Regions from separate parts of the Mus musculus genome. Here regions 2, 3 and 4 are each linked to region 1. The links are chromatin contacts, called in public Hi-C maps. All regions are on one chromosome and are shown on one strand. The core of a region is the stretch at or near the end of the contact, and the rest is flanking DNA. Distances in the headings are between cores, read along the strand shown.

What was found. A called contact is a pair of places that touch in the nucleus more often than the background predicts.
Region 2: a Hi-C map of bone marrow-derived macrophages shows a contact between it and region 1, with 26 read pairs. The contact joins two enhancer-like sites. A contact is called at or near these places in 1 of 15 datasets of contacts at CTCF or cohesin (the NIH/3T3 cell line), 2 of 484 Hi-C or Micro-C datasets (bone marrow-derived macrophages and cortical neurons) and 1 of 115 datasets of contacts at active chromatin or transcription factors (bone marrow-derived macrophages).
Region 3: a contact with region 1 is called in a Hi-C map of cortical neurons, with 2.4 times the contacts expected there. The contact joins two enhancer-like sites. A contact is called at or near these places in 3 of 484 Hi-C or Micro-C datasets (bone marrow-derived macrophages and cortical neurons) and 1 of 115 datasets of contacts at active chromatin or transcription factors (bone marrow-derived macrophages).
Region 4: a Hi-C map of cerebral cortex shows a contact between it and region 1, with 1.5 times the contacts expected there. The contact joins two enhancer-like sites. A contact is called at or near these places in 3 of 484 Hi-C or Micro-C datasets (bone marrow-derived macrophages, cerebral cortex and cortical neurons) and 1 of 115 datasets of contacts at active chromatin or transcription factors (bone marrow-derived macrophages).

What each region holds. Positions count from the first base shown.
Region 1 is chr17:79,228,290-79,233,059 of GRCm38.p6, forward strand. No RefSeq gene overlaps it. Among named protein-coding and RNA genes, the nearest start is that of Gm17315, 120 kb to the right of the region's middle. Within about 2 kb of position 2,867, at least 43 of the 459 cell types and tissues checked have an H3K27ac peak or open chromatin away from gene starts, as enhancers often do. A contact at or near this core is called in bone marrow-derived macrophages, cerebral cortex and cortical neurons, where this site is marked.
Region 2 is chr17:79,567,799-79,572,568 of GRCm38.p6, forward strand. No RefSeq gene overlaps it. Among named protein-coding and RNA genes, the nearest start is that of Rmdn2, 45 kb to the right of the region's middle. Within about 2 kb of position 2,018, at least 1 of the 459 cell types and tissues checked has an H3K27ac peak or open chromatin away from gene starts, as enhancers often do. A contact at or near this core is called in bone marrow-derived macrophages, where this site is marked.
Region 3 is chr17:79,547,958-79,552,727 of GRCm38.p6, forward strand. No RefSeq gene overlaps it. Among named protein-coding and RNA genes, the nearest start is that of Gm10494, 40 kb to the left of the region's middle. Within about 2 kb of position 2,639, at least 7 of the 459 cell types and tissues checked have an H3K27ac peak or open chromatin away from gene starts, as enhancers often do. A contact at or near this core is called in cortical neurons, where this site is marked.
Region 4 is chr17:79,495,127-79,499,896 of GRCm38.p6, forward strand. No RefSeq gene overlaps it. Among named protein-coding and RNA genes, the nearest start is that of Gm10494, 13 kb to the right of the region's middle. Within about 2 kb of position 2,700, at least 12 of the 459 cell types and tissues checked have an H3K27ac peak or open chromatin away from gene starts, as enhancers often do. A contact at or near this core is called in cerebral cortex and cortical neurons, where this site is marked.

The sequences.
Region 1 (4,770 bases), core at 1,617-4,116:
TGAGAATGTCTCTACACAAAACTGATTGGAAAACCTTAGCCCCTGTAGCCCACAGGGTAATAGGATAATGGAGATGGCAACCACAACTTGTATCCTTTCCTCTTTTACTGTTAAAGTAATAGAACTCCTCAACTTCTAGCTAGGTGTCACTCAAATAGAGATCGTGTTTCTGAAATGGCTTTGTAATTTGCTGTAGCTATGCGACTAAGTGTGAAATGATGGGGAGGGAGAGGAACATAAGCTCATTGCTCTCAGGTCTCTTCTCTTTTCTCTTCTCTTCTCTTCTCTTCTCTTCTCTTCTCTTCTCTTCTCTTCTCTTCTCTTCTCTTCTCTTCTCTTCTCTTCTCTTCTCTTCCCTTCCCCTCCCCTTCCCCTTCCCTTCCCCTCCCCTTCCCCTTCCCTTCCCTTCCCCTCCCCTCCCCTCCCATTTCCTTCCCCTTCCCTTTCTTTCCTTCCCCTTTCTTTTTTCCTTTCTCCCTTTCTCCCTTCCTCTCTTCCTCCCTTCCTCCCTTCCTTCCTTCCTTCCTTCCTTCCTTCCTTCCTTCCTTCCTTCCTTCCTTTCTCTCTCTCTTTCTCTCTCTCTTTCTCTCTCTCTCTTTCTTTCTTTCTTTCTTTCTTTCTTTCTTTCTTTCTTTCTTTCTTTCTTTCTTTCTTTCCTTCTTTCTTTCTTTCTTGTTCACTTTACATCCCACTCATGGTTCCCCTCCTTGTCACCCTCACCCACAATCCTTCCCCCATCCCCTCTTCTCCTCTGAGCAGATGGGGGCCCCTTTGGGGACCCCCCCAACCTGACACTTCAAGTCTCTGGGAGGATGGTGCTCCCTCTCCCACCGAGTCTAGACAAGACAGCCCGACTAGTAGACCATTTATCCCATGTACAGGTAACAGCTTTTGGGATAGCCCTTATTCCAGTTGTCCAGGACTCACCTGAAGGTCAGGCTGCACATCTGCTACATTTGAGTGGGGAGGCCTAAGCTCAGCCCATGGATGTTCTTTGGTTGGTGATTCAGACTCGATTGCAGGTCTTCTTAAGAGAAGGCAACTTGTTCAGGACTTCCTTGCTCTCTCCGGCTAATGCTAGCACACAGACACAGTGCTAATGCATTGCTCAGACCGTATGTATGGGACACTATCCTACAGAATGAATAAGGAGACTGGAAGAACTTTGGTCCTTGGAGGCTTCTGTCAGTGGAGCTATCTTTACCTGGGGAACAGCAACAAAATGAATCCCTATTTTCTCAGAGTGCTATATTACAAATTCTTGGGTTACTTACTTCACCCATACCCCCAACAACATATCCTCTATCCCATCTCCACATTTCATGTTCCTATAAAGTACCAGGTTCTTTATTTCTTCAGGATAGTTTTTTATCATTTATTTCTCTGAAGGCATAAATCTTTTATTAACATTTACATCCCCAGTGGTTAGGATAGTGCCTACCTTCCACATAGTAAGTGCTCAATAAACAGTTGTGGATTGATGCTTTAATCTTTAAAAAAGTCTCAGTTAATTAGTTGTAGAAGTACACATTAATGTATTGTTATAAGGCAGAGGATAACTTAGCATTTCCCTATGAGGGTTTGGCTATGGTTTGAGTCACCATTTTTATAATATATAAATATTTTATATAATATGTATATTTGGTTGGTTGATATATCAAATCTCCAGTAGTAAGAGTCCAAGGCCTAGGGTGATTTGGAAGTGGCCATTATTTAGCCCCTCTGTTGTTTCAAATGGAAGAGTTAGATGAATAGGAAGATGTGAGAAGAAGGGGCAAGGGAGGGTAAGAGGAAAGGGTGGGAGGAGGTAAGTCTTGTTTTATCTAAGACATAAAGATCACAGTGGGTGACTAGATTATCTAGTGGCCAAACTGTATAGATTGGCAATGAATAGTTACACAGGTCAGCAGGCACTATCTGGAAATGTCTTAGACAGACCTTATCCATATCCTAGCAAAGTACTAATTGACACAGAACACTTTCTTTCTTGAAAGCTAAGTACTAAACCTAAGAAAAGTGGCATTCTAAATTATTTAATGGGTACCAAATTCACTAGGAAACACAGACTGGTCCAAACACTGTCCCTATAAATATCTCGGGTGGTTTCCTGAGACACAGTAAGTTACTCAATGTGCCAGATCCCAGAATGTGACTAGTTCTCCTTTGACCTGTTTATGGCTATAAAATAAAGATAGATCACTCAGCAGCAGCAGTGAGTACAAAAAAGAAAATTTGGTTGAGTCAAGATCAGAAAGGGCTTTGGAGTGGCTGAGTTTTTGGAGAAGGATTACTTTCAGCAGTGACCTAAAAGAACAAGAACACGTTTTAGTGTATCCACGAACCCCAAGAGGGTCAGCCATGAGTTCCCAGGGAAAACTATTCTTAGAGGATCACAGAAATGGGCAAGACAGGAAGAGAATGAAGAAGTGCTAGTGAGGGAAAAGATAAGGAAAGAATTTTCAAAAGGAAAGATGTAACTAGTTAAAGACATCAAAACCATAAGGGTCTGGCAAGCATTATGTTAGAGTCCACGGTACTTTGTGACTGGGTCCTTGGCAGGTTGAGGTTGGGTCACAAATCGGTGGTATTCCCTTGATCGTTCATGTCACGCATATTTAAACGCCAGGGCCATGGGGTGATGAATGGTCTGGAGAGGTGAATCGTTTTAAACCAGTGTCAGTATCAATGTCAAGTGTACTCAAAGAATGTTCTCATAGGTTCTCCACCGGCTCGATTACAAAGAGTCACCCAAATGAGGAACTTAGCCAAGAATGATATTTACAACTGAATCTGTTATCAAGGGAAGCCACGGAGGCGCACGATACCATGGTAACGCTAGTTACCCGTTGCGCAGGCTCTTGGGAGCTTTGTGTTTTCTAAGGAGAGAAGCAGTTTCTCTCTTAACGAAGCAGAGTCAGACTCCCGGGAGGGCAGTGTTCATAAAGAGCCGAGATAGTTTATATCTGGGCTTTACCAGATAGTGGAACTCAGCAGCATGGGTTTTAATTGTTGAGCAATTAAGCAGATGAGAGTTTACTGAACCTTGAATAATACAAGTGGGAGAAAATGAGGAAAGGCGCAGGCGGCTTCTAGATGAGGAAAAATCCGAATTGGTGTTCTGAGAAACGATTCCTTTTAGAGTAGGCTCCAGATGCCGACGGGCCCTGCGTAAGAATACACGTGACTAAAGTGCTGATTCCTGGGTTCATCCTCAGAGATTTTGATTTCGTATGATCAAGGAAAGGGATAGAAAACTAAATTCTATTTGGAATAAATTTGCTTCCCGGGTAATTATTGTGCAAACCAGGAGTGGACCACACCTTCCAAAGCAACTTCCTGGAAGAACCTTGCCATTACCTTGGAGTCCTTAACAGGTCTGCGGAAACTCAAAGCAGGGTTTTGGAAGCAAACTGGCATAGGCTGCCAGGGGACAAGCTGCTGGCTTAGCTTTTTCACCCCTAATGAATAGAATCTGGAGTCTACAGTAGCTGGCATGTAAGTTAGCACTATTTTAAACAAGACAAAACAATGTGCAGCTGGTAACTGCTACCTTGAACTACAAATTCAGCTGCAGTTTGTATTCAATTTCTTGCAGATGTGGTGGAACAATGCAATAGTTCTTTTTCTAAAGCCAGTGGTGCTAATGTGGTGACAACCTGTTCTGAGGCTGATCCGAACATTATTTTCCCTTAAAGTTATGATGGAATACGTATACAGCCCAACTAATGTTCAGTTGCCTCTGCATTTTGTCTGAGTGCATCACCTGTGAGTAGAACTGTCTAGGACCTAGACAGACTATGTTTTCAGTCTCTTCACGGGCGATTTCATAGCTGCCATTGTTTTAAAATTCCACCACATAGTACCTCTATCTTCATGGCACACTAAAGATTACAGATTGATTTGGTCGTGTGTGTGTGTGTGTGTATGTGTGTGTGTGTGTGTGTGTGTGTGTGTGTGTGTGTGTGTGTGTGTGTGTGTGTATGGCAATGCAAATTCCTGTGGAGTTCAAAGGGGTGGGATTCCCTGGAATTGGAGTTACAGGCAGTTGTAGGGCAACTGGCGTAGGTGTTGGGAGGTAAACTTGGGTCTTCTATGGGAGCAATTTACACTCGTAACCACTGAATAATCTCTCCAGTCCCCTAACACTTATTAATTACTGTCATAGGCTAATGTAGAAATTCACAGAGAACAGCAACAGCTTGTCACTCTTTTTGGGTTCTTATCTTTGCCTGTCTTGCCTGGGGAGCTGCTAAATACAGCTATGAGCATATTTATGAGTTAGCAGAAAAATCGAAAGATTCAAAGAAATCATGGTCTTTGTTGCTGACACACAAATAGGACAGAGAAGGTAAAGACATCTGTTATATGCAAGTGATCATAGAATCCCTACTGATGGCCCACAGATACTGAGTACTTCTATATTCTACGCATCTGCTTTGGCTCATTTGGTTGGCAGGGTCTAGATCTGTAACTGTCTCCATTTGCAATGAAGATAATGCAGTCATCCTACCTAGAATCTCAAAGCTCGACAGCAGTGGTTCCAACCTTCCTGATGCTGTGACCCTTCAATACACTGTTTCATGTGGTGGTGACCCCACCATAAAATCATTTTCATTGTTACATCACAACTGCAATTTTGCTACTCCTATGAATCATAATGACAGTTCCAGATATGCAGATAGTGTTATGTGACCCATGTGAACTCAAAGGGATCATGACCCACAGGGTGAGAGCCGCTGCTATAAAGTGGCAGAGTGACATTTGAGCAGA
Region 2 (4,770 bases), core at 768-3,267, 340 kb after region 1:
CCAATACAGGATCTGTTCCACCAATGACATATAATATTTTAAGCTACAATGTTACAATTAATTGATCCTTGCAATTGTCATGTAAATTGGTCAAGAGATAAGCAGTTCTGTCTACAGATGAGAGACCCCTGTCATGAAACACTGAGTGACTTACCCAAAGTTCAGGTCACGTATTTGTTTTGTTCTTATTTTACACACTGCATCCTTGTATGCCATCTGGAAGACTCCAGAGCCCATGGGTGAGTGCTTTCGTTTTATTTTCTGGTTTGTTCTTGACAACTAAATTCAGTTGTGATAATATCCATTTTTTTCCTAAAGTTATGGTACAGAAATAAATTGCTTGTGTTGGTAATGAAATTTTACTTTTACTCTTGATAATGAGAACTTGTACCCACTTCTCAACCTTCCCAATGTTGTGACCCTCTTCTATAGCTCCTCAGATTGTGGTGACACTCAACCAAAAAAAATTTTTTGTTGGTATTTCATAACTGTAATTTTGTTACTGTTATAAATCATAATGTACATTTTTTGGAGATAAAGGTTTGCCAAGGAGATTGCAACCCACAGATTGAGAGCCGCTGATCATACTATGGTTTCTCCTAGCATCTCAAATAAACTATGCATAACTCACATAAATGTCCAGCTCAATTATGTGCTTAATTTTAACCTCTCATTGGAATAAAAATATTTACTTTTATACCATTTGTGTGTGTGTGTGTGTGTGTGTTTTGTTCTGATGGTTTTTTTAATGGCTAAAAAAGAAGAGATTGGTATATACAGGGAAATGTTTGTATCTTTTGACAATCAGCAGTGCCATCTACTGTCAAGTACTAAAATTAGGAAGTAGCAACTTGTCATTGAATATCTGGGTTTAGGAAGGGAAAAGCAATTTCATGATCTGGGACTTATTAATAAATATAGATTCTTAGTCATGGTTTTATTTTGTATTATATCCTTAAGCAACCTGTATAGTCATATAGTCATATAGTCATTCGTAATTATGTAATGTTGCAGACCTCCACCTTTGGAAGCAGTATTAATTAAAATAAAAATAAACTCAGGGAACAGCTCAATAGCTACACATTTTCTCTTAGGCACAGCCTTCACATCTGTAAGACTTGAACAATTATACTTAGGAAGTGGTTTTGCTAACTAAACAATGGGTAAAATTTACTTCCAAAGCAAGCATAACAAAAACTTCTAGAGTAATATGGTGTCTGCTTGGGAGGATGGTAGATGCCAGACTATGCCAGGAGCCTTCTTCTCAGCCATCTGAGAGATGGATAGTCTCTAAGATGGCAGGTGCCAATGCCAGGATGATGTAGCTAAGCTAAGGCTGGGAGTAGGTCCAGTTATTCACCTGGTTCCACAGTTATTCTCATCTCATACGTTACATCACAAAACAGGACTCAGAATACCCACCTCATAAATCCCAGGGCATGCTCACCTCAGGTCCTCCAACGAAGACTTGCTTTTTACATGTTAGTATGAATTCTGACCTTTGTACTTGGATAAGTGAACCATATTGCAGATTTGGTCTAAGTTTGCTTACTTGTGTTATTAAAAGAATAAGTCCGGGAATCCTCTAAAATAGTTCATCAAGGCAGAGAAGAGAGGCAGGGGCCAGAGGCAGCTGGTGACATTGCATCTTCAGCCAGGAAACACAGACAGCTGGACATTGGTCCTCATGTCCTGTTCTCCGTCATATTCATTCAGAGCCAGGCCCATGGGAGGATGGTGCCCTCAGTTAGAGCCGGTCTTCCCACTTCAATTAACCTAGTCCAGAAGCTCCCTCGTAGGCACAGGCAGACTTTTAGTATCATGTGATTCTAAGTCCCATCAAATGGACAATGGAGATTTGTGATCACAGGGTAGACAGGTGTGAGACTTTCTTCATCATAAAGGGTCATGGCTGACACTTCTGTACCAACAGCAAACAGGCTTAAAGAAAGGAAGCACCAAATGTCTATTTAATAAAATATGGGGGGTGGAAGCTTTGATAATGAAACTCAAGGACTCAGGAAAAAATGTTTTTTCTTCCTCCTCCTCTTCCTCTTTCCCCACTTCCTCTTTCTCCTCCTACTCCTCCTGCTCCCCTCCCCCTCCTTTTCCTTCCCCCTCTTCTTCTCTGCTCCTCTTCCTTCTCCTCCTCCTTTTCTTCTTCTTCTTTGCTTCCTCCAGGTATTGGAGTCAGTTGTGTGTAAATCTGATTGGAGAACAGAATATAATCTGACACCAGTAGACTGATATCAAGTAGGCAGCCAGCAAAAAAGGTCTGTCCTGATCCTTCTTGGCCTAGCATGAAGCACCCTTTCCTCTTGGGTAATCAGAGTCTGCAAGGAAGAGGAGAAAGAAAATTACCTTTCCAGATGTTATGACTTGCTTTAGAGGACAACAACCCCAATTCCTGTGACTTGATTTAGGCGAGAGGATTTGGAGACAGTAGAGCAGGAGAGAGTCATAGAGACTGTCCCTCTAAGTCTAAGGCCTCCTAGTGTCCTTCAGTAGTTTATAATCCTCATCATGCCAAAACACCATAACGAGAGGCACTGCTTTCTCAGCCCTAACACTCCTACGTGCCAGGTAGAAAGTGTTCTAGGTATGAATGGTAAAACAAAGAAAAAGAGAGAAAAGCCCACCACTGTGGCTTTTGGAGTCAGTGAGGGTACCCAAGTGGTAGCAAGGAATCTACCAAATAAGCTAATAAGAACTGCCATAGAAAAACAGCAAAGCTTAGATACCAAGAAGGACAGGCTCAGAATAATCTCTGTGGACCAATGAGCAAGGAGCTGATGACATGAGGGGGGCATGTTCTGGCAAGAATTCTCTCAGAAAGAGGGAGAAAGCATCAGGGTGCCCCATCACAGAGGTACATTTGGCTCAACAAACACCAAGAGGCAGTCCTTTCATTGTGAGTTGTCATATCTGAGAGTTTGTTTGTTTGTTTCCTTTAGGGTGCTCCATGATCCTACAACTTAAGGTACATGTAAGTGCTGGCCATGTCTGTGCATATAGACATACAGACATGATAGACAAACAGTCTGGTTTTACAGTGTGCCTCAGAACATGTAAAGAAAAGTAGCCAAAATAAAGTTGTCTGTGGCAAGGCCATTTCTATATTTATGACAATATGATTTATATTGTTTGAAAATATAACTGGATTTCCAGGCTGAACTGCAGGACCCTACTTAATATCTAAAGAGATGGACTGTGGGCATTTGTAACAGAATACACTGACAAACCAGTATATAGCATGAAGTTCTAAATTCCATTTTTGCTCAGACATTCTATTGCTCTAGGATATATTAAAGAGCAAAGGGAAAATACATTACCTGTATTAGGAGTTGAATGAGCCTTTGTGGGTTGACCTGGAGACCCAACACATACTTATAATATTCTCTCTGTAGGGAAAAAAATGAGTTCTGGGTTTGAAATGCTACACTTACAGACCATTTAGAAACCAAAGACTTCCTGTGGTGTCTCTGGTGGGAAAGGGCAGAGAGGGATTAAAGAGCAAAGTCCAGACCCTCTGAAGCTAGAGTATTAGTCGGGAAAGACTGATCATGACAGACAACCGAGACAGAGAGTCTTGGGAGAGCATTGCAACCTGAGCAGCCACTGCTATCCAAACATGTAGCAGGCAAAGCCCAGTTTGTGGAGTGCACTGTGGAACTTCTGTGGAAGTCAGCTGACAAAGATCTGTGAAGAAAGAGCCCCTCAAGTCCCAGGGTACTTTTCTCTTTCTAGGGTATATGCTCTTCTTCCTAGGTGGCCTGAAATGTGTCTGTCTCTAGGATTAATATTGTTGATAGCAGGAATGTAAAGTATGAAAAATCACATTTGAATAACAACATTGGTGACTCAAAATATGATTTGGTATCAAAGCACAAAGCTTGAAAACCAGGCATTGTTCATAGAGAAAACTGGTTGATTTTTTTTTCTTTTTTTTTTTTTTTCTGAGACAGGGTTTTTTCTCTGTGTAGCCCTGGCTGTCCTGGAACTCACTCTGTAGACCAGACTGGCCTTGAACTCAGAAATCCACCTGCCTCTGCCTCCCAAGTGCTGGGATTAAAGGCATGAGCCACCACCACTGCCCACCCTGGCTGAATTCTTTGATCTCCTTCTTTAACATCTGAAAAATTCAGACCTTACCAATAAATGCCTCTCTGGGAAGTAAGAAATGTGAGAGAAAAGATTTTCTCTTTAGCCAAAGGAAGTATCGGAAGAAGATAAAGAGGTGGAAATCCTTAGACAGGAAGCGTCCTTCTTCTCCACTCAACCCAGGCATGCATTGTGTAGGTATGTATGTGCGTATGTGCATGTGCATCTGTGTGTGTGTGTGTGTGTGTGTGTGTGTGTGTGTGTGTGTGTTTGTCTGTGTCTGTGACTTTGTGTGTATGTTCTCTCTCTCTCTCTCTCTCTCTCTCTCTCTCTCTCTCTCTCTCTCTCTCTCTCTGTGTGTGTGTGTGTGTGTGTGTTTCTGTGTATCTGTGACTTTGTGTGTGTGTTTCACTATGTGTGTCTGTGTGTTTTTGTCTGTGTCTGTGTCTTTCTGTGTGTGTGTGTGTGTGTGTTTCTGTGTCTGTGTGTTTGTCTGTGTCTGTGTCTTTGTGTGTATGATTGGGTCTATGGCAGGGGGCAGGGGTCCTGTGTCAATAGCCATTGCTCATGTTAACACCAATGGCCATGTGGATGTCAGGCTATTCTTCATCACCCTCATGTCTCCAGTCCTACCTCTCTTCATAAAACACAAACTGTGAGTTCTGCACT
Region 3 (4,770 bases), core at 1,389-3,888, 320 kb after region 1:
GGTAATTGATTAGTGTTCCCTATGGGGATCGTACAGTGTGGTACCTACCCTGACTAGTACTGCTCTGGAAAGAAAGTTTCCTGATCATCTGTCTCCTTCGCTTTCCATAGGCATTGATGGGCAGACTTTCACAGCCCAGACATTGGCTACTCTTTGTGTCTTCCACCAGATCTTGTGCCTTTCTCAATCTGCTTAGCCTCACTTTGAGAAGGCCATGAAGTCACATCTTCTGCATATGCCTAGATGCCTAATACACTGCTGGGCTCATCAAAGTCAGATACGCAGTTAGTGTGCTCAGACTGGGAAAGGACACAAGAAGGGAGGTGTGGAGGCACAGGAAAACAGACAGAGGAGGGCTCTAAGCATTATTTAAGCTCTTTCAGAGGACTCTTGCAATTGAGTTCAGTCAGGGAAATATCCACAGCTTCCAGGTCAGGTTCTAAGACAATGTCGTGGTCTAATCTCATCCATTAGACAGCTCCATCAGACATGCCAGGGAGGTATGGGCTCCAAGTCACAGGGACATGAATTCAAATTTTATGGTCTTATTCATTGCATAAACATTGTTTTACTATTAAATGAAATTTGATAAGAATGCAGATCGTCACTGGTAGCCAAATGCAAAACTGATGTTGCTTTTGATCACTTTCGATTGAGATCGGATGCCACACCCAGCATGGTCTGGTCTGGAAACTTCAAAGGACAGACACACTAGCACATACATGTACAGAAAGGCTGGGATTGAGTGGTCTGTGCTCCCCGTGATGGAAAACACCTACCGTGTACCAATCTAGAACCTCAGACTGTTTATTACAGAGGGCAGAGGAGAAGTTGGTTAGTTTCCATGGGGCAAGCTTCAGGATGTAAACGTCCAAGAAAAGCAAGCTTCTTTCTGTACACTATTAACATTTGGACCAGGAGAACGCTGCACCAATTCCTACTGGACTGAGGCACTGGCTTCCTCAACATAGCTGTGCTCATGTGAATAATACACACTCCCCCACGACCTCACCCTATCCCTCAAACTGGAAACCAAATTCCAAAGGTAGAAGATTCCTACCAAACTGTACACAGATACTTGTGTCTGGTTTACACTCTGCCCTATCGAGCCTAAGTATCTGAAGACATAAGAGTTTCAGTGCGGAATTTTAGCACCTAGTATAGCGCTCAGTATTTGGGTATCACTAAATGTTCACCAAATCAACAAATTATCCCAACCAAGATCTTCCCAGAGTGCTTTTTAAGTCAAGGGCATTGGGGTGGTAGTGAGCACTTGCTGCTTTTTCAGGGGACATGGTTTTGATTCTCAGCTCCCACATGGTGGTTCACAATCATTTGTAACTCTAGTTCCAGAGGATCCAAGGCATTCTTTTGGCCTGCATGGGTAGCAGGCATCCATGTGTTGCACATGTACACATTCAAGCAAAATACTATATATATTACATATACATGTAATAAATATAAAGTAAGTTTTAAATAATCAAGGGCAGGTTGTTGTTATCACTAGCTTATTACACAGTAAATGATCATCCCTTTGAAAGTAGATACCGTTTTAAAGTAGAGCATCAGATGTTACCAGGAGGTCTCAAGTCAACACTAGAATGGCACATTTTGCTTTGAGTTGATAAAAGACCAAAATACAAATATGAAGCTTATGACCCTTCAGCAGAAGGGCATAGAAAGAGGATGTGGTGGCAGTTAAGAAATTGTCTGTGGATGCAGAGGGTCTGCCATGGAGCACAGAGCTGGGGCCTCGCCTCTCTTACCCAGGATATGTGGAGTGGCTTAAGGGATAGTTGTAGGGTAACTGTTAATTGCTACTCATAGGCTTTTAACTCTCTGATATATTTTTCCATAGAAATTCGTTCTGTGAGGAGATGATGATCATATGCAGTGGGCAAATCATACTATGATCAAAAGCAGCAGTAACATGTTGTTACTAAAGCATCATTATCCTAGCATGTTACCACAGCACCATTATCCTAACATGTTACTGCTACATCATTATCCTAGCATGTTACCACTGCATCTTTATCCTAACATGTTACCACAGCATCATGCTAGCATGTTACCAATGCATCATTATGCTAACATGTTACCATCATGCTAGCATGTTACCACAGCATCATTATGCTAACATGTTACCACAGCAACATTATGCTAACATGTTACAACAGCATCATGCTAGCATGTTACCACAGCAACATTATGCTAACATGTTACCACAGCATCATGCTAGCATGTTACCACAGCATCATTATGCTAACATGTTACCACAGCATCATTATGCTAACACGTTACCACAGCATCATGCTAGCATGTTACCACAGCATCATTATGCTAACATGTTACCACAGCATCATTATGCTAACATGTTACCACAGCATCATTATGCTAACATGTTACCACAGCATCATTATGCTAGCATGTTACCACAGCATCATTATGCTGACATGTTACCACAGCAACATTATGCTAACATGTTACCACAGCAACATTATGCTAACATGTTACCACAGCAACATTATGCTAACATGTTACCACAGCAACATTATGCTAACATGTTACCACAGCAACATTATGCTAACATGTTACCACTGAATCATTATGCAATGTTGCCATTACATCATTATCCTATGCTGCTCAGGGAAGAAAAATTTCCAGCATAGGCAATCGAATTTCTGTTCCTCTGTAGACCAGATCAAACTGGTTCTCCCCTATTCCAATTACATTGTCTATGTCCCAATCTGTCCTTATATATGTATACTATCTTGGTCTATTTCATTTATACTTGAAAATTCAATGCTTTAATTTACCTATGGAACCTCAAAGGTAGATTGGGAAAGGCTCAATGTCCCGAAAGTATTTAGTGCAGAGTAGCTGTTTTGCTCTAACAGGATGATTTCTTTTCTAGTGAATGTAACCATCTTCCACAATAGAGGGATGAGTTGAATTGGTTCCTAGTTGAGGCACTGTGATTTGAACTGTTATGTACTTGACATGAGCTGCCCCACAAAGGTGGTTTTGCCTATCTTCTAGTCAGGCAAACTGAGTAGCTCTTTTGCAACCCATTCTGAAACTCTCTAGCAATTCTTGGCCGAACCTGCAACTAGGACTGCTAGAACCCTGTTCACTTTGGTTTTTGAAAATTCATTGCACACAGTGATTATAGAATGTTTGTAAAGGGTTAAAGTTAATCTATCTGTGAAGATACATGAAGAAGGAATGTGATGGATAATGTGGTTATGGATTCCTGGATTATATGTTAGTTAGGTAATGACATAAGAGAACTCATAAATATCTCGAGATAACTAGTACATTGTACATTTTGGAAGTATTTCCAACAGAGCAATCTTGCTTAATACTCATCCATCTCTCATAGCTTGCCTAACCCATCAGTTTACTCCTATGGAATCCTTCCTGATTTCCTTGGTCCCCTGCCACAACTCTAGTCCCTGTGCTCATCACGTCATGCCTGACTAGTGCAAGGCCTCCTCGCTGTCTTGGATCCCCATGCCTCTGACCCATTGTTCACCCTACTACCACCGCAAGGCTTTACTCTTGTTGGCAACATGCTCTAGTGGTGCTCAGGACTCTGTTTCTCCTGGACTTCTGGATAAAGTCCAGATGCATAGTCTTCCAGTCTCGATGTCTCAGATCCAGTCTACCTACCTTACTGTCTTTTGTCAGACTGAGGTGCCCACTGTCTGCTCCAAGGAAGCCTTCCATCACTGGTCATGTGCCACATTTCCACATTTCACTTTCCCATCCCCAGATGCCACCTTCCTCTCTGTCTATGCAAACTCAAACTCAGGATTGCATTTCCACCCCCTAAAGGATCCCCATACTCCTATGGTTTAGGTGTAATTGTTGGCATTGCTTTTGTTAGTTAAATAGAAACTCCCTGGAGGTGAAATAAGTTGATGCAAGGGAGGTGGAAGGAGATCTTAAGTACTAAGAGTCATGGAGGAAGACGTATGCTGAGGCCAGAGCCCCACGTGTGTGATGCTACATGCACAGTCCCTTTGTTCTGGGACTACGCAGCTCCAGAAGGGTGGCGCAGAAGCTTTTGCTGGACAGTCCAGTTAACCATGAGGCTGCGATGGCCTCCCCTCCCCCGGCTCCCTGGAGATTGTTTCTGCATTTTAACTGTCCTTTCAAGCACATGAGACATGAAGCAAAGGAATGAACTCATGAGCAGACACCAAGAAAGGAAGCTGACTTATTTCATTCTGTACTAGTGAAACTCCACTAGATGAAGACAGAAAGCACTCAGATGTTTGAGCAAAAGGATTCTCTGGAGGATATCACATTGATGGAGACTATTTGTGGATTGTTGTCTTCTCTAACCTTGGTTCTTTTAGGTCAATCCCCCTTCCCATGCTCCTCTAGGTTTCCACCTGCCTTTCCTGAGTCAACTCAGCCACAGACAGGAATGCTCTCGTCTCTCTCCTTAAGCTTTCATTTAGTCTTATTTTCCCATCGGAGAGGTGGGAACATCCATCTGTCTTGTTCTGTGCTCTTGGGCCTCCTGGAACTTTGCTCTAATAATCTTCTGGTTTCCCTGTTTTAAAGCTTTCCTTTCTAGTTCTTCATTTTCTCCACCTGTAAATGAGCATGGACATTTTTTTTTGTTTATAAAACATGGTCAAAACGCCTTAGGTCTCTTCAAGTTAATTTGTTTAAAAAGAGTATTAACAGGGTAAGATGAGGGTGAGATGTTTGACTTTTCCTCATTCAGCCAACCAAGAAGATCCTATATCTACTTCC
Region 4 (4,770 bases), core at 1,450-3,949, 270 kb after region 1:
GGATCAGGTTCCTGCTAGATTGCTAAGTCTCATTCAGTCTCCTGAGATTTAAGCATGGCTTCTCAAAAACTTATTTCAGGTTAGCTATAGCATTCCACACTCACCAGATATTTTCCCAACACCATTTGATTTGTTTAGTTAGACCTTACATAAGAGCCACATTTACGGAGAGATGCCATGCTTTAAAACACAAGCCACTGGGGACATTAAGAACGTGTGTTTCTTTTTTGTCGGATGCGTGGCCACCAATGCTTGCTCCAAACTTCAAATCTCTGTAGATCAAAAGTCCTGCCAATGGAGAAAGCAGAGCAAAGCTGTAGAGGAACGTTAGTTTTGGCAAGTTGAGCAAAGAGAAGTGGGAAGCAAGGAAGCAAAGAAAACACAGAGAGGAAATTCTACCTTGACTCGCTTCACAGAAATGTCATTTAAAAACAACAAACAAGCAGCCAGCAGTGTCTTTCTATCACTGAGAAAATAATTAAAAAGAGCATTCTCAAATGCCTGGCCTCTGCAGGCTGCACGCCTTCCAAAACGCAGGAGGCCAAGGTAGAAAGTTCAGTGGGATTTATTCTCTGGAAATGAAGAGGGGAGCAGATGCAGGTTGACTACCCTTGGAGTAGGAACGGCTAGATATCTCCTAGTAGGTAAGAAAACCCAGATTCCAGGGATCGTGTCTGTATTTGTTACAAAAAAACTCTTCTTGGGAGGTGTGGAGAATTGGAAACCACAATGTCGGGGGGGGGGGGGTTCACTTTCTGGCCTGCTGTGAAGCCGAGGTTCAATGTTGATTCATGGCCTCTGCTCTCTGCCTGTTGATCAGCTTCCTTCTGGGAGCTCAAGAGAGGGAGGATGAACTCTAAATGTTCTTTCTCTTAAGATAAAAGAAACACATCACTTTCTACAAACGTAGAAACTCTACTGGGCCACACCCTATCCCTGAAACATAACCGTTTATCGCAGAAGTGACAACACATCCAGAACTTCAACAGTTTGGGGTCATTCTGGCATTTTCCAACAGACACATCAGAGGTGCCCTGTGATGGCTAATCCTGGTTGTCAAGCAGACTCAGCCAGGAAGAGGGTCCTCAGCTTCACCTCCAAGAGATTGGCCTGTGGGTGTGTCTATAGGGATTTTCTTCATTGCTAATTGATAACTGTAAGCCCAGCCCATGTAGGAAGTAACCATCCCTGGGTAGGGGGCAAGGACTGCTTAAGGAAAGCAGCTAACCATGAGGCCACGAGAAAGCCAGTAGACAGAGTTCTTGTCTTGCGTTCCATGTCTTCCCACCAAAAAGAAATGGAACCTGCATGATGACATAAATCGTTTTCTTCCCCCCAGGTTGCTTGTGTGTTTATCCCAGAAGCAAAATCCTAACTAGAACACACATTGCCTGCATCTTTCCCCAAGTTGCTAACTTTCATTGAGTTGGGGGGGGGGAAAAAGCCTTATTGGTCATAGGATCATAATTCCATATGCAGCTTGACTAAAGAGTAGGAACATCGTCTCTTTCTCTCGAACATCTGTGCCCAACAGTAAGAAACACAAAGAAACACATAGCATTCTGCTCACTTCAAGTTTGTTGACCTCAGGATTGGTGTTCTATGTGGGCTGGGTTCTACTCTACCTACGCTCTTACTTCTTTTCACTAGAAGTTGTAAGCAAGAGTAAATAATAGAAATTGTGTTTCATAGCAAAAAGTTCCAAAACTATGTCTTGTTTCAGGCAGTTTCAACTCAAATACGCATCTTGGCCAGCACCCAAACCAAGAATCAGTACATGTCGAGTGTTGACTTGGGAGCACCTGGAATATGACTCATTTCTTCACATGTTCCATGCTTCCTGCGATTGGCTTTAATATGTTTCATTTTCATTGAGAAAAATCCAACTTGGGTCACATACACACACACACAAAATCAATTAGAGCCCTGTACTCTATTGGATGCTTAGCCAGAGACTACGTTGAGAAGTGGTCTGTACGTTACTAAATGGAAATGGAATATTCACCTACATGCATTCGCCTGCATATTGGTGATTGGGCTTGCTTCCAGATGGACTGTCAGATGAAGTTTATTGTGAGCCAAGCTGGAAAAGAACACAGAAAGCAATTATCATGGACAATAAAGACGCCCTCCAACTGAAGAAAAGGTTAGTGTGAATGGACTCTGAGTTCCCGCCGAGTTCAGCAGTTTTTATCTTCAGTTGAGACCTGAGTGGTTCACTAAGTCATTCACACAAATGCAGACGGAGCTGCATATCATTGCACACACATGGAGAGGGTAAGGAAAGACCATTCGAAATATAATAAGAGCTGGAGGCTTCTATGTCCTCAGGTTTCAGATTTGAGTTTTTCTCTAGAGAAGATCTCAACCATTTTGTAGTGAGCTTCGGTGGTGTTGTGTACCTGTGCATGGTACAGGAGTGTGGATGTTTAATATAAATATCTCAGGACAGTAAGCCTTCACTTGAGCAGATGTCCTTCCAAAGCAAGTAAAGAGATGCTCACTTTATACACAGTATGCCTTTATAGCCTCTGTATTGTAGTGATCTCTAGTCACAAGGACAAAACCAGACCTAATTCTGGGTATTGTATAAATATTCTTAGGAAGAAAATTTCCAGGCGCTCTGGCTTTCCCTTCATATCCATCTCCATAGAGACGAGCAAACAGAGCTTTATCTGCATGCCACTTGAGCTGCCTAGGCGAAGGTGCTGCTAGTGGCTCCCTTCCTCTGAGAGAGCTCCAGGCGCTCACTGGCTTTTGTTTCCAGCCTTCTTGCTCCCTTGAGAGCAGCTTTTCTGATTGAAGCTGGAGAACATCTTTTTGGGGAGAGAGCAAAGATGCTCCTCCAGCCCCTCACACCTAGAGCCACACCCAGTCTTCCCAGCAAACTTGGAAAGGGAGCCAATCAGTGTTTTTATTTTGTATATGAGAAAACTGAAGTTGGGAAGACTTGCCTGAGGCTGTTTGCTGTTGGGCCCTTATTCCTGAGCTCAGTGTTTTCCGTTTTCTGCATTCTGCATGGGCATGTGCATTCGCACGTGTGCAAAAGGTCTGACTATTTACAGCTTATGAGTGGGTAACTGGCGTCTTTAGAAAGGACCAATTCTCGGTTAGAAAGACTCTATAAAAGGATTCACATAAATTGCTCAGATCTGGCAAGACTCATCCTTCTTCATGCTATTTCTTACGTGTGCACTTCCAACGCATGTTCCTGACAAGGTGTTCTGACCCGTTACGAATGTGTGTTTCTTTTACTTACACATGGAGCAGAACTCTCTTTCCCGTTTGGCTGAACGTAGGCTACCGAAGTGTCATTTGCAGGGATATTCCCTTCTGAGCCTGCTGTTTGGTGGTAAACGGACAGACTTTCAAGCCACTTCTGGATGTGAATGAGCCCTAGTTTGCTGGCATACAACCTTGAGTCCAAGATCCATTAGGACCATTAGCACTGAGACACAAGGTGGGGCAGGAATAGTTCTGTAACTGAAGACAAAGAGTGGGTGTTTGAGTGTCAGCATTCGTGTCTATACAACACTAATACAGAGCTAGCTCACTCCGAGAGTCTCTATGTAATAAATTGAAAGCCTCTATTCATGGGTCAGACTACACAATAAGTACAGAGGTCTCTAAGCTGAGCATATCAGATGCGCATTGCCCCCGTGGGAACTTTTGTTATAAGTACTCTGTCCCATCAGCACCTATAAGAGCTGCAAAAAAGGGCTTACTCCATCCTGGTCTGGGACAGTGACTACAAAAGCAGATCTTGTCTCCCCTGGTTCACCTTCTTTCCCTGGCATTCTCTCCATTGTTCTTTCCTGTGAGGTGGCCAACTCTCCCAGCCCTACCTCTCTAGGGAAGCCTCATGCCCCGTGCTGGGGTCTGGAGAAGATCAGAAAAAGCTTTAATGAGAAGTGTCCAGGGGGTAGCTCTACTGAGAATTATTTCCACCAAATGTCACACTGGAAATAAGACAAATGAGTTCTGTGTTTGTTTTTTTGACACAGGGTTTCTCTGTGTAGCCTTGGGTGTCCTGGAACTCACTCTGTAAACCAGGCTGGCCTAGAACTCATAGAGATCCACCTGCCTCTGCCTCCTGAGAGCTGGGATTAAAGACATGCACTACCACCACCATCTGGTGCCACCTGAGTTCTAAAACATCAATCTACAAAGGCAAGATGGTGCCCTGATATCTAGGCTCACTGGAAAACTACCTCAGCTCAAGCATTGGGCTCAGACTGTTGTGGATGCAGTTCAGTCAGCCCAAGGAACCCTACGGTTGTAATTGCTCCGAGATAGGATTGGGCTGTGCACATACAAGGGAATATCAAACTTGACTTCTGGTCATTTCCAGACAGCAGATGTTCTGAATTGTATTCTATGGCAATTGTTCTTAACTTATGAGTGGTGACCCCTTTGGTGATTGATAGATTCTTTCAAAGAGGTTTCCTAAGACCATTGGAAAACACAAATATTAACATTATGATCATAACAGTAGCAAGATTGTATTTATGAAGTAACAACAAAACTAATGTTATGGTTGGGGTCACCCCATTAAAGGGTCACAGCATTAGGCAGGTCTATGAGAACCGCCAGTCTACGGGCTAAAGGAGACAAACTATCTGTTAAAACTCCCTTGCTTGGGAAAGAAGGAAATTGCTCTAGCAGAGGACCCACTTTCAGGTCCCAGCACCCATATCTTGTGACTTACAACCGCCTATAAGTCCAGTTCTAAGGGATCCAGTGCCCTCTTCTGGCCGCCTTTAGCACCAT